Regions from separate parts of the Mus musculus genome. Here region 2 is linked to region 1. The links are chromatin contacts, called in public promoter capture Hi-C maps. All regions are on one chromosome and are shown on one strand. Each heading gives the region's core, a stretch centred on a gene start, on an enhancer-like site or on the middle of the called end of the contact. The rest is flanking DNA. Distances are from core to core; before and after follow the strand shown. Region 1 holds the start of 1110004F10Rik (RIKEN cDNA 1110004F10 gene). Region 2 overlaps Sox6 (SRY (sex determining region Y)-box 6).

What was found. Promoter capture Hi-C pulls out the DNA fragments that hold promoters and counts their contacts.
Region 2: a contact with region 1 is called in a promoter capture Hi-C map of cranial neural crest. The contact joins the enhancer-like site here to the promoter of 1110004F10Rik in region 1. A contact is called at or near these places in 3 of 39 promoter capture datasets (cranial neural crest and liver) and 1 of 115 datasets of contacts at active chromatin or transcription factors (large pre-B cells).

The regions. Positions count from the first base shown.
Region 1 is chr7:116,091,726-116,095,167 of GRCm38.p6, forward strand. It overlaps 1110004F10Rik (RIKEN cDNA 1110004F10 gene), which reads left to right and starts at 1,655. Exons shown (of 5, transcript NM_019772.2): 1 at 1,655-1,800. The coding sequence starts at 1,738. 1700003G18Rik (RIKEN cDNA 1700003G18 gene) reads right to left here and starts at 1,424. Exons shown (of 4, transcript NR_029433.1): 1 at 1,337-1,424.
Region 2 is chr7:115,623,758-115,627,199 of GRCm38.p6, forward strand. The region is part of intron 7 of Sox6 (SRY (sex determining region Y)-box 6); the gene reads right to left. Among named protein-coding and RNA genes, the nearest start is that of Gm51455, 130 kb to the left of the region's middle. Within about 2 kb of position 1,759, at least 53 of the 459 cell types and tissues checked have an H3K27ac peak or open chromatin away from gene starts, as enhancers often do. A contact at or near this core is called in liver, where this site is marked.

The DNA of each region.
Region 1 (3,442 bases), core at 405-2,904:
ATAGCTCTAACCGTATTTTTATATAATTTATTTAAAAGCTAGTCTCTGCTTCAAAAATAAAGGAATTGGATCTATGACTGCATAAATTAAGAAACTGTCTTCCCTGTGTGCATAGCTCTAAGTCCTGATGTTTGGGATAGGGGCGGGGGGTGGGGTACTGTTTTTATTTTATTTTTATTTTTTATTTTTATTTTGAGAGGAGGTCTTACTATAGACTCGGCTGACAAACCACACATTACTTAGAAGAGGATGATCTTGAATTTCTTATCTTCCTTCACCACCTCCCAGACACTAGGTTCACAGGCATAGTCAGGTTTCACTTTGGGCACAGTTCTATCAGTGGTTCATCGTCATCTGAAATGTAGTTCAACTAGAGTAACTGCTGAGCACAGACACTGACAGGTGTCTCATAGACCACTCGGTATGGGGACTTAAGACTAGCCATGTACTGTTGTCATACTATTTGTTTATACTTGAAAAAAAAATCTTTTTAAAAATCAAGGCTGGAAGTCTTCAGAATGAGTAAGGGCAAGAAAGTCATCCTGACAGTATGTCAGGTTCACCTGTGGATGCAAATTCAGCTATAACATACAGAAGTTTATCTTCAGTATCTGAACACTGGACTACAAGATCTTGCAGGAAGCTTAGTTGGGGCTGGAAAGGGAGCAGGGAAATGAGGAAAAGGGAACTAGAAACAAGATTGCAAATGGGAAGGGCAGCGAATGTATCCATCCTAAGGGGGCGGGGTGGGGGTGGTCTCTTGCAACTAGACTGAGGAGACAGTTGAAACAGGTTGAGACTGCTACTGTATTGTAACTTTAAAGGGGTTTATTATATAGGAAACTTACCCCCCACCCCCACCCCAAGAAAAATAATAAAGATACAGGATTTTTTTTTGGCAGACAGACTTCAGTCGATGAAGTTTCAAATAATATCTACCTTAAAAAGGGATCAGAGAGTTGGGTCACTCTTATCTAGAATACACTAAGCCCAGTGGAAAACGGTCCACAATTCCTGAGGGGTGGAGCTGTTTAGAAAAAAAACGAAAAACAAAACAGCCAATTAACAAGCCTTCAGCTTCACACTGAACTCTATTCAGTAAGAAAAGAAAGGAAGGAAGGAAAGGAAGAGAATGAAGACGTTAGAATATCCCGTGTGAGCAGTAGAGACCACACATTAGGCTGGGGGAAGAAGCCATGTTTTAGGTTTTTGTCTTGGGCCGAGAACTTGTATTCAAAAAGCCTCAAACATTACACTTAAGTCTATGTGTTTAACTATGATGAATGTGTTTACTAACAGGGCAGAACCTCACACACACAAAAAGGCGAAAACCCACTCTAGGTCTGTCTGTGGCAACGAAGCTCTCCGCCAACGATCACCACCATACCCATCCACGGGAAAGCTCCCTCTACACGCCGAAGAAAGCGTAGCCTCCGAGGGCTCTCCCGCCACGCCGCGCGAGATGCTTCGCTCGGCCTCCTGGGAAATGTAGTTTAAGTCACTGAAGACGGCTTAGTCAGGCCAGTAAAGAGTGAGTCCAAAAAAACTACAACTCCCGGTGTGCTCCAGGGTGACGAGCGGCCGCAGCAGTGACGACTGTAGCGGTGAAGGGCCGGAGGGGGCTCTGCGTTCTGGAGTGGCGCTGCTTGGTCCGGCGGCTGGGTGAGGGCTGCTGGTGTCGCGTTTGAGGAGAACTGCGAGTGTGTTTGGCATATCCCCGTCAGGATCCCAGCTACGATGAGTGCTGCCCGGGAGTCTCACCCGCACGGGGTGAAACGTTCAGCCTCCCCCGACGACGATGTAAATAACAATGGATGAGGGTTGAGGCCTAGTGAAGGCTGGGGTAGGCCGGGAAGGGTGGATGGAGGAAGAAGCGCCCGAAGGAAGGGGGCGCAACGAGGGATGTCTTCCTTTTCCTACTAGAATCTGAAGGATTGAAGAGGCCCTGAGCTGAGATACAGAGACCTGCGTAGGAACGGGGGTTGAGGAAGGAAATCCTGAGAAGGGTCGAAAAGGAAAAAGAGCTTAATCGAGATGTCTTTGCGTTTTGGGAAACCGGTGAAGCTCATTTCTTAGTCATTTCAGGATAGATATGTCATAGTCCTGACATTGGTCTAAAACGCTCCTCTGGCAATCGCGAAATGTTCAGTCACATTTGGACAAATTTTCCAGCCCGAATCCTTTTTTGCAGTGTACTGGTAATTGCTGCCCTAACTACACCATTCTTAATAAACAGAGACCAATATTAAGCCGAAGATTGTGGTAGACAGTTTGGGGATGGAATAATGGCGAGGTCAGAGGGAGTGAGACCCAGAAGCGCATTTTGATGTCAGATACCTTTTTCCTGCCCTCTCATGCCTTCAGCTCATCAGTTTAAATAATAAACTGTCCCTTATTAACCTGTTCAGTACTGACTACAATGCCAGATACTGGAATTGAAGATTAATAAAGAGGATGCTTATATTTGTCTTAGCTCTAGCATAGTGTTTAGAAACTGCAGGTAACTTGTAAAATTAGGTTCTTCTATAATGAAATCCCTTGGAAACATTGATGGGGAAGTTGGTGGGAAGGGGACATGAGGAAGTCATCTTTGAGACAGATGAAAGCTGGTCTCGCTTATTCATACACTGTCAGCTTCAGAATTGTAACTTTTAGTGCAGTTTGACATCTTTCATAAGTCCTTTGTGAGCCATAAAAGGTTCCCTGAATTATTTTGTAGTTAATGAGAGAATACTAAGAACCACACTCCTTTGGTTGGAAGATGGGGTGTGGACCAGAATTGTAATAATAGAATAAATTTTAGCCTTGTGAGGAAGATTAGTAATCAATTAAAAAAGAGTGGAGGGATGACTGGTTGTCTGTGAGATTAATTCATGTCCCTTGTCTTCCCTGCGACTGGAATTTAGATCTTCCATTGTTAATACCGCCATTCTGCATTGTTAGGAATTTGTCTAGGTTTTTTTAGTGATCTAGATTGTAGATGTAAAAGAGCTGTTACATTGTTTTCCTCCCAATATCAACTGTGAGTTGATTCCGAGAATGTCACACATTCTTGCTTTGATAGACTCAGAAATAAAACAACTTTTTAGCCAGGTGAACTTTGATATATTTCAAATCCTATAACTGTTGTCTTGATAGTTGATTTATAGGTGATTATAATTGCATTTTCAAGATTGGGACCTGTGACTTTACCTATACTATCATAAAGACGACTGTGTTGTTGTTGTTATGCTATATACAGTAATGTGTCCCTTAACAGTGGTTTTCTTAACTCAGTTTCCATTATATATGGTTATTATTTTTTCTGCTAACTGGATATTACCTTGCTTGATGTTTTTGTTTGTTTAGCTCATCTGTATTTTCAAGATACACCTGGTAATTTTAGAAAATCAACTATCAGTTTATGTGTTAGTATCTGCTGCAAGGTTTTCTGATTCAGTGA
Region 2 (3,442 bases), core at 509-3,008, 470 kb before region 1:
AGGAAAACACAATTTAAGAAAAAGCTAAATAGATGCTCTGAAAACTGAATCTTTAAGGTGTCTCCATGCTTAGCATGTAAGAGAAGAGACAGTGAGACCTAGCTCATGCCCCAGCTGCCTGTGGTTTGGATTTCTCCATTAGGCCTCCTGTGGAAGTGTCCTAATAAGGGTTAATATTTCCCTACTAAAGTTGGAAATGCACCAGATTATTCTTACTCAGACACGAGATCCTAGGGAGGGCTGAGTTGGTTCCAGCCTGGACAGCTTCATCTTTTCCAGTAAAACTACCAGCAAAGCCATTATGTCTTAGAGACTGAATGCTTTATGTCACCTGGGTAACTCTAAAGAGCCTACAAGTTCTGTCACAGCATATTTCCTCGAAAGGAAAAAGCCGGCAGAGTTTGATATGGTTAAGCACAGCAGGGCAAATCTTGCTTCCTGAGTCATTTCCTTCCCAGGGTTCTGTGCAATCCCTTCTTCTCAGTTCCAGTGGGAGAGAAAGGAAAAGCTCCCCTCTCCACTCTACACACTGGTCTTCTGTCCTATCTTCAAGGAGAAATGCATGTGACTAACAGTGCTCCAGCATCCTGAGGGCATGGCCTGCAAGCTGCACTGGACAGCAGTTCTAGGTCAGGTTTTGATTTTTCAGCTCCCCTCTTCTTCCCCAACCTCAGTTATTCACTGTGAGAGTTCAAGCCTACTACTGACTACATACCAAAAGCACAGCCTGATGAAGCTGGGAATTGCTGTGAGCCTCCAATGAGCCTTCAACAAACCTTTCAAAGAGGACTCGCCATCGAGTTAGAACTGCCTCATTCAGTGTCTTTTCATACAAACTCACTGCAACAACTTAACACCTCATGCGTAGCACATGACCACTGAGACGGACCTGAGTACCACTGTCTGATCCTGCTTGCTAGCCAATTAGCAAACACAGGAAAAGCAATGCCTTCCATTTACCACTCTACAAAAATCTAAAGTATGTTCTGCCAATCAGTTACCCAGCTAGACCACCCATGGCTGATTTTTTTTTCATTCTTCCACCTTGGAATAATATGGGAGGAAATTTCGTGTGTGCTGTCCTCTTCCTGCATTTTCCAGCTAGATTAAGCTGTTGTCTATGCAATTGCCTCCCAGCTGCCGTGACTTATGAAAACAACAGACCCTGCTCTGTTGTCTGGAGAAAGCAGGGTTGTTATGAGTAACTTTATTGCAGGCACATGAGTGTGTTAAGACTTTAAAACACGCTCAAATGTCATGTGCACACCCAATGACGGGCAAGAATAATGATGAAAAAACAAGAGATCTATGTCTATGAAACCGTGTTGGACAAAATGGGCCATTCATTGTGTTCCCCTGGGAATGCCTGGACTCTGCAGTCAGAAAACAAAAAAGGCACTTTTTTCCTGCCGTAGGCTGAATGCTTAGCTTTGCCATCTGAGCCATAAGAAAACACGGGCCCCTCTGCTGCGGGTGCACCCACACACGCTAAAAAATAGTAATGCCTCTCTTTCCTGACTTTTTTTTCCTTTCCAGGCAATCCCCTCTGTGTAGGCTGTAGCCAATATAATGTCAACACAAAGACAAAATAGTTTATCTTACAGCAGTCCCCAACAATTTCCCTCTTGTCCTCAGCTAATTGCCCTTCCCCCAACATTCAAAAGGAAAAGCAAATAAAAAGATAACCTTTACTCCAGTGGTGAGCTTAGTATTGGCACAAATTTTATACACAGCAACGTCCCTTGTGTTTCCTTGCATGTGGCTACTGTGAATGCTCCACCACATAAGCCAGAGGACTTGTTTACCTCTGCATTTTGCCCTTCTCCTAGCAAAGCTTCTGGGGCATTTTTGCTAAGTTTGCCAGCTTCTCAAGAGCACCCTCTTGTCTCCACATCAACTCCAAGGCATCCTTCCTGCCAGTGTGTTTACATATATTATAGGATGGAATGACAAATGAACCTCCAGGTCATTTTAGCCCCAAAACATCTTAATGTGCTTATTTTGCTGGAAGTTCAAAGCTTTTGTGCTTTATTGCAATTTTCGAGCATAGTCGTTTTATATAAATAGACAAGGTATGTTATTCAGTGATTTTCCTAGATGGATACACTTGCACATTGATGGTCCACTGTCGATGCTACAGTAATTTCCTTGGCAGCTGAATCAGCAGAAAGAATAAACAAATTTCCAAGAGTAAGCTTCTACCCAGGATCTTCAATCTTGAACCCTCTTAGTACACTCCAGGAAAGCAATGGAGGAGTCTTGCTCCACGGCAAGGTGTGCAGGAAGGTGTTAGAGAGCAGATGGAAGGCCATCAATCCCACCTCATCTTCCTTTCTGGAACGCAGCTCCCTGCTCTTGAATTCCCACCCAGCAACCACTGAAGGCGCCTGGCAATAAACTGGGGGCAGACTGCAGGCTTCTGTGGCTGTTTCTAAGAGTTTAGCACAGCACACATACGCCAACCCTGTGACTAGAGGAAGTGTTTGAAAACTGTTCAACATGTGCCTTGTTTTTACATAGTGAGCAAATGGCTTGGAAATGCAACAGTTGAGAGAATGAGATATACATTTTGTCTGACAATAAAAGTTGGTTATCTTTTGTTTAGCTAACTAGTGTTAAGGTAGCAGGCAAGCCTAAAGATAGTTAATTGTGGGTGTGTGTATACATACCAGAGGACACAGGGTATATTTAGCCAGCCTACTGGTTGTTTTGACTGCTCTGAAAGCAGTTGATTTCATGGACTAAGCAGTTAAGTTTGAATCTATGACTGAATTAAGGAAGTCAGAAAGCATTTCAGAAACTATCTAGTCGCTTAACACTGGGTCAGTTCACTTACTACTTAATTTAAGTCTGCTGTGGCTAGAGACACTCACAGAAAAATCATTCAAGCCACGGTTAAAGCCAGAGCATCAGAGAAGTTGGTGGCATCAAATAATCCTGATGAGAGCTATGTATATCTCTGAATGGGAAGAGCTATGTGGTCATCAGCCTCCCTGCAGAAGGAGGAGATACCTCTCCAGGGGGAGAAAGCATACCAGGCCACAGTCTAGAACTAGAGTTCAGCTTCAATATTTCTCAGGAAAGGCCTGGGGCTAGGAATGCCTGTAGCACTCTGCAGAGAGGCCCAGTCACAAGAGCACTGAGAGAAGACCTCACTGAGGTCCAGGGATGACGATGACCAGCCTGCTGGAGCCACTCATGAAGTATGAGAGTTTGCTAACTTACAGACCCCAAACCTGGACCAAAGCAGCACACTGACCTGGTGCTCAAGTCCTAGTGACAAGGAACATACATTAGTCCTGTCTCCTCTGCTGAAAGATAACCACTGACAACCTTGCCGAGCCATCAGAGCAGCTCCGAATTTGTTTTAACAATTCAACAACATCACCATTCCTCATTCATCCACTTAGCTTAATTTTCCTAGCATCACTTGCAATGCTGA